2 separate regions of the Sus scrofa genome follow, and region 2 is linked to region 1. A link is a contact called in public Hi-C data. All regions are on one chromosome and are shown on one strand. The core of a region is the stretch at or near the end of the contact, and the rest is flanking DNA. Distances in the headings are between cores, read along the strand shown.

What was found. A called contact is a pair of places that touch in the nucleus more often than the background predicts.
Region 2: a contact with region 1 is called in a Hi-C map of retroperitoneal adipose tissue, with 5 times the contacts expected there. The contact joins the promoter of CFAP58 here to the enhancer-like site in region 1. A contact is called at or near these places in 2 of 5 promoter capture datasets (fetal liver and liver), 31 of 47 Hi-C or Micro-C datasets (adipocytes, adipose tissue, alveolar macrophages and 16 more) and 2 of 2 datasets of contacts at active chromatin or transcription factors (alveolar macrophages and skeletal muscle).

Annotation. Positions count from the first base shown.
Region 1 is chr14:115,233,195-115,235,842 of Sscrofa11.1, forward strand. All of the region lies in intron 5 of LOC100152209 (glutathione S-transferase omega-2), which reads left to right. Among named protein-coding and RNA genes, the nearest start is that of GSTO1, 28 kb to the left of the region's middle. Within about 2 kb of position 1,362, at least 16 of the 83 cell types and tissues checked have an H3K27ac peak or open chromatin away from gene starts, as enhancers often do. A contact at or near this core is called in adipose tissue, fetal liver and retroperitoneal adipose tissue, where this site is marked.
Region 2 is chr14:115,291,027-115,293,674 of Sscrofa11.1, forward strand. CFAP58 (cilia- and flagella-associated protein 58) reads left to right here and starts at 1,360. Exons shown (of 18, transcript XM_005671442.3): 1 at 1,360-1,545. The coding sequence starts at 1,537.

The DNA of each region.
Region 1 (2,648 bases), core at 112-2,611:
GCTCAGGGCAACGCTGGATCTTTAGCCAACTGAGCAAAGCCAGGGATTGAACCTGCATTCTTGTGGATGCTAGTAAGATTCTTTCGCGGAGCCACGAGGGGAACTCCTCCCCCGAGTCTTTGCTGTTTGCCGCCCACGTGCTATGAGTGCATGTGCCCCTGGTACCATCTCCTTTTCACTGTTGGGAGAGTGCATGAAAGAAGATATTTGCCTGTTTTGGAAAGAAACAGTCTCTCTTTGTTCATTTAATGTGTATTTCTTTGATTGTTAGTGAAGTGGAAAATTTTCCCCAAAGTACGCCATCTCTTTGTGTTGTATTTGTGAAAATTGTCTGTTACCCATTTGTTTGTTAAGGGCTTAATGATTTTCCTTGTTGATTTTTTTAAAAAATTAGTCCTTATATATATAAAGGATATTGGCCTGTTTTTAAGACACATTTTTTTGCTTTAACTTATGATTTGTCTTTTTTGGTACATATAGAAATATAACATTAAAAATATTGTACTATAAGCCTTTCCTGTTGTGACCTCTTCCACTGTTTTTATACAAAATCCTTGGAGTTCTCTGGTGGCCTAGTGGTTGTCACTGCTGTGGCTCAGGTCACTGCTGTGGCTAGGGTTTGATCCCTGGCCTAGGAACTTCCACATGCCACAGGCGAGGCCAAAAAAAGAAAGAAAGAAAATCGTCTTCCTCTTTGCCCCCTTCAGAGATTTGATAAATATTCATTTATATTTTCATCCACCATCCGTCGCTTTAAAGGTATTTGACTTGTCAAGCCTTGCCCCATAGCTTTCCCCCCTACTGTCTCACAAGTACATTTTAACAAAGGAAGCCCATGAAAAGGATTCCAGGATAGAATTTTCAGGGTGGTCCTTTGACAAGTATTGACAAGTTGTGTTCTGAATCTTCACAGCAGACTCTGAGTTGAAAGTGATGACCAGAGGGAGGGGCGTGATCCCCTTGGATCCTACTTCTCGGGGGTCTTTCTAGGGAAGTGGTTTTATCTGTGCTTTAACTTTGTTCTATACCCTTGGTTTGTTTTAAAGGGAATCCATTCGTTGTTGTTAGCGCAGCCTCAGCTAGAGTATGTCAGTGTGGTAGGGACCTGACATTTGAAATCCTTATCTTGTATGAACTCAGAAAATTTCTGCCCTGGAGCTGAGTACTTTGCTTCTGCTCCTGGATAAAGGACTGCATTGCTGATGTACCTGTAGGGGGCTTTGTGTATTTTATTGGGGGAAGGGGGGTTTCTGCTTCTTCAGAACTATTTCCATCAAGAACAACCTCTTTCTCCTCCTTAGGCTAGGACAGCAGCACCTGCTTAGAGCCACAACACTGTTCTGGTCAGAGACTCGGGATTTGTGGGCAGTGGTGTAAATGACCACAGGCAGGGCAAGTGGCCGCGTCAAGCTTTGAAGTGCAGTCATTGAAGCTGCACCTGAGAGTCCAAGACTGTAGACTGAAGCTTTTTAGGATACCTGGTTTGAGGACGTTTGTGATTCGCTTCTCTTTATGATCGTGCGCCCCGTAAAATGCCAATTTCTTTTTTCCTTGGTGAAGCTCTCAGAGGGGTATCTCGGCCGGTGCACTTCATAACAATGGCCACAAGGAGGCCTTCTACGTGCGCTCTAGAGCCAGCCTCCTTTCGTCCGCCTGAGGGAGACCGAGAGGCCCGCGTAGAGGAGCAGCTGTTTCAAGTTTTGTTTTACCAAGCAGCCCCTTCCTCTTCATTAGCGTGCTCGGTCCTCATCCCCTGTCACATCTAAGAGCAAGAGAAGAATATGCAGTCATTTTTCAGTGAGCTGGAGAACAGAAGGTTTTAAAAATAGGGCTTTCTACTATTCCAGAACATCAAATGGCTTTTCCTAAAATGTCTCAATTCTTAAGCTGAATTGAAGAAGTGGTCACACTTAAAGGACCCCTGAGGGCTTGAAGCTAGAGCCTTGGTTCCCTCCTCTGGCCTTAGTGTGACCTCCTGGGGGATGTGGGGGACGTGGGGGACGAGGGTGGGGGTGGGGTGGGCTGAAAGTCATCATCTTGAAGTAGCTATTTTTCCTTGCTTGAGGATACCAGGGATAATAGCTCTGAGAAAGCTATTAAGCCTTAAGAATGGCCAATATCATTAGATGTGGCAGGTGGGCGAATTAACCCAAAACAGAGTTTTTAGGAGTTCCCATTGTGGCTCAGGGGTAATGAACCCGACTAGTATCCATCAGGAGGTGGGTTTGATCCCTGACCTGGATCATGGGTTAAGGATCTGGCATTTCGGTGAGCTGTGGTGTAGGTTGCAGACACAGCTCTGATCCTGCTGTTGCTGTGGCTGTGGTGTAGGCTGACAGCTGTAGCTCCTATTTACCCCTAGCCTGGGAACTTCCATATGCTGCACCTGCGACCCTAAACGAAAAAAAAGATATTGTGTGTTAACAGAACCACCACTAAGTGGGTTGAGGTATAGCCACAGCTTCCTGTTCTGTTTCTGATGACAGAACACCTAGGAAAGATAAGACATTGGACATTAAGACTGACAGTTTATTTCACCTCTGACTATCCTGAAATTTGTGAAAAGCAGCTAATTGGCTCTAAGCAAGGGGCTTAGTTGAAACTGAGAACACAGAAGAATGATTTTAAGTCAAGTTGCCTGAAGACCT
Region 2 (2,648 bases), core at 110-2,609, 58 kb after region 1:
GCACCTTTGTGCCACTGGAAAATATTGTCCACTGCTGGGCAGATAAATTTGGGTACCCTCTGGATAGTCTCACAGCCTGTAGGTTCATGGCTTGACTAAGGAACAGAGTTTTGTGGGAAGGAAAGGATGTATCTTCTGCTAGCAGGGCACATGACATAGGCAAGAGGGTAGGGAAGCTGTTTTTCAGCTTCCACTGGCCCCCTGGCTGAATGTCTTTGTGTAGAACAAGTTGCACAGCTGAATTTGATGTCCCTGTGCCTCCCTTATGGTTTCAATAGTCTCATGCTTAGGCTATATATTTCAGAAGAGTCCACAAAGTACCATGGACAAGGAAGACCACTGCTGAACTGTTTGTGGTATTGGACAGGTGGAGGCAGCGCTGGTATTCAGCGCTTGAGAGATGGAAGTAAAATGTGTGGATGTCCAATATGGAATGCTATGTAGCTACCAGAAGCAATGAACTGGGGATTGCACCACCAAGTGCAACAGGGATAAAGCCTTAAAAAGAATGGTGAGTGAAAACAGTAGAAAATAAGATGATCCCTAAAGTCCAATACCATTATTACAATTAAAAAAATGCACTAATGAAAATACTATACATTTTTCGAAAATATATATCCAAGCACTGTAGCATGACTTCCTATGGAGGCTGAGGATGAGGTGGGAGTAGGGATGGGGATGGATAAAGGGGGAAAAAAAAAAGAGAGGAATCTTGCACGTTTCAGAGAACTCCAACCTTGCACTTGGAATCTAAAAGGGGTGGAAGAGGAGGGAGATAGTGAAAGAGAGGAGAGGGAGAAGAAAGGAGTCTCAGATACCAGGCAGATATTCACGACATGGCTTCACACACGTTTTTCCAGACTGCCTCTTCCTCTGCTCCCTATCTTCCTCACCACTAGTGACTAAACCCTTTGGGGGCAAGGTCTGTGTTTTCTCTGCCTTAGTGCCCCCCCCCCCCCGCGTCCTGCGTATAGTAGCTATAGTCATAAGGGTTAGAATTGACTCTAGATTATTTCTTGTTCCCCTGACCAGGTCACCAATATGACAGAGGGCAGAGTGTGACTGACGGTCTTTCCTAATTCAGAGCCCTCTGATTACAGACCGTCTTCTACGTATTAGTCCCCGGTTCTCCACTGACAGCTCCCAGGTCTTGCCCAGCGCCTCTTCTTTCTAAGATGTTTCTATCTTCAGCGCACAGCTTGGGACTCTTCCCAGTCCCCAAGAGGCACCGCCCTTCATCTTCGTGCTTCCGCCCCATTCAGAATATTTGCATACGACTCTGGGAAACACCGCCCTGGAGCAGGCCTCGGAGGCTCCACCTCTTTCGAACGTCCTCCGGCGCCGGCACAGGGCGTGGCGGTTGCCAGGAGACCGGAGGACGCGCCGCGCGCAGGGTTTCGCCCCCTTTTGGGGGGAAACAAGTAACTTGGCGCTGTTTTAGATGCTGGGGGCGGTGCATAGCCCATTCCTCAGACTCCCGCCCAGTTTCCGAGACCTCCACCGCAGCCTCTGAGGCCACCCGCAGAGCCCGTCAGGATGGCCGAGGTCAGAAGTCGGTGCCCCTCTCTCTGTCCTCCCTTGCTCACTCAACCCCTCCCAGTCCCGTCGTATCTCTTCTACTGTAGACTTACCTTCTGTCACATTCACTGATTTCCAGTATTCCCCCAGTCAACACCCTATCTCAACCTGCAGCTTCACCCCCCGCACCCCCGGCCCCCGGCCCCCGTGCCCTTAGGCTCCGGCCCCATTATCTTTTGCCTCTCCTTCCATTGGGTGGACACCCCCACCCCACCCTATTTAACTGGTGCTCTGCTAAGCACAGTAGGAAATCAGTAAGTTCCCAGACTCACACAAGAAAGGCCCCACCCCTAGGTTTTGAGCCGTTATCTACAGGAGAGATAAACACAGAAACACTGATGTCTTGCTGACTGGGAGGACCTGGAAGAAGGCTTCATAAATATGCAATGTCACCCCTGTTTACCGACCCTTGTCCACCTGTCACACCACAATTCCCTATCATCTGACCACCTGCTGTGACACATCTTCATTAAGCTCTTCAACCGGTCACCACTGCCCTGTGTTGTCACTGACCATTATTTTGATATCTTTAAACCCTCCATTTACTCCCTCATTTTGTAGCACAGCCCATCTTCAGCCTCACTGATGAGGGGTTAATTTCTGCAACCCTTTAATGACCCATGGGCTGTCCTGAGCCCTTGCAAGGTCCCTGTTGTCATCTTCCAGCCACAGTCCTGATCCACTATGACCCTAACCCAAATCCTTCATTGCTCCCTCAGAGCCCTTCCCCCACTCACCCATCACATAGTCAGTCCTAACCAGGATCAGCTTCGTAGTTTGTGCGGCTCAGTGAAAGATGAAAATGCAGAGCTTCTTGTTAGATTTATTAAGAATTTCAGCAGAGCATTAAACTAAGGATGGGGCACCTCGGGACAAGGGGCCCTGTGCAACTGCATAGTTCACACGCCCATGAAGCCAGTCCTGGTCCCAGCTTCTCTCACCACCATCATGCACCCACCTCTATTGCAGTTCCTTTTTTTTTTTTAGGGCTGCAGGTGCAGCATATGGAAGTTCCCAGGCTAGGGGTCAAATGGAGCTATAGCTGCCAGCCTATCCCACAGCCATGCTGG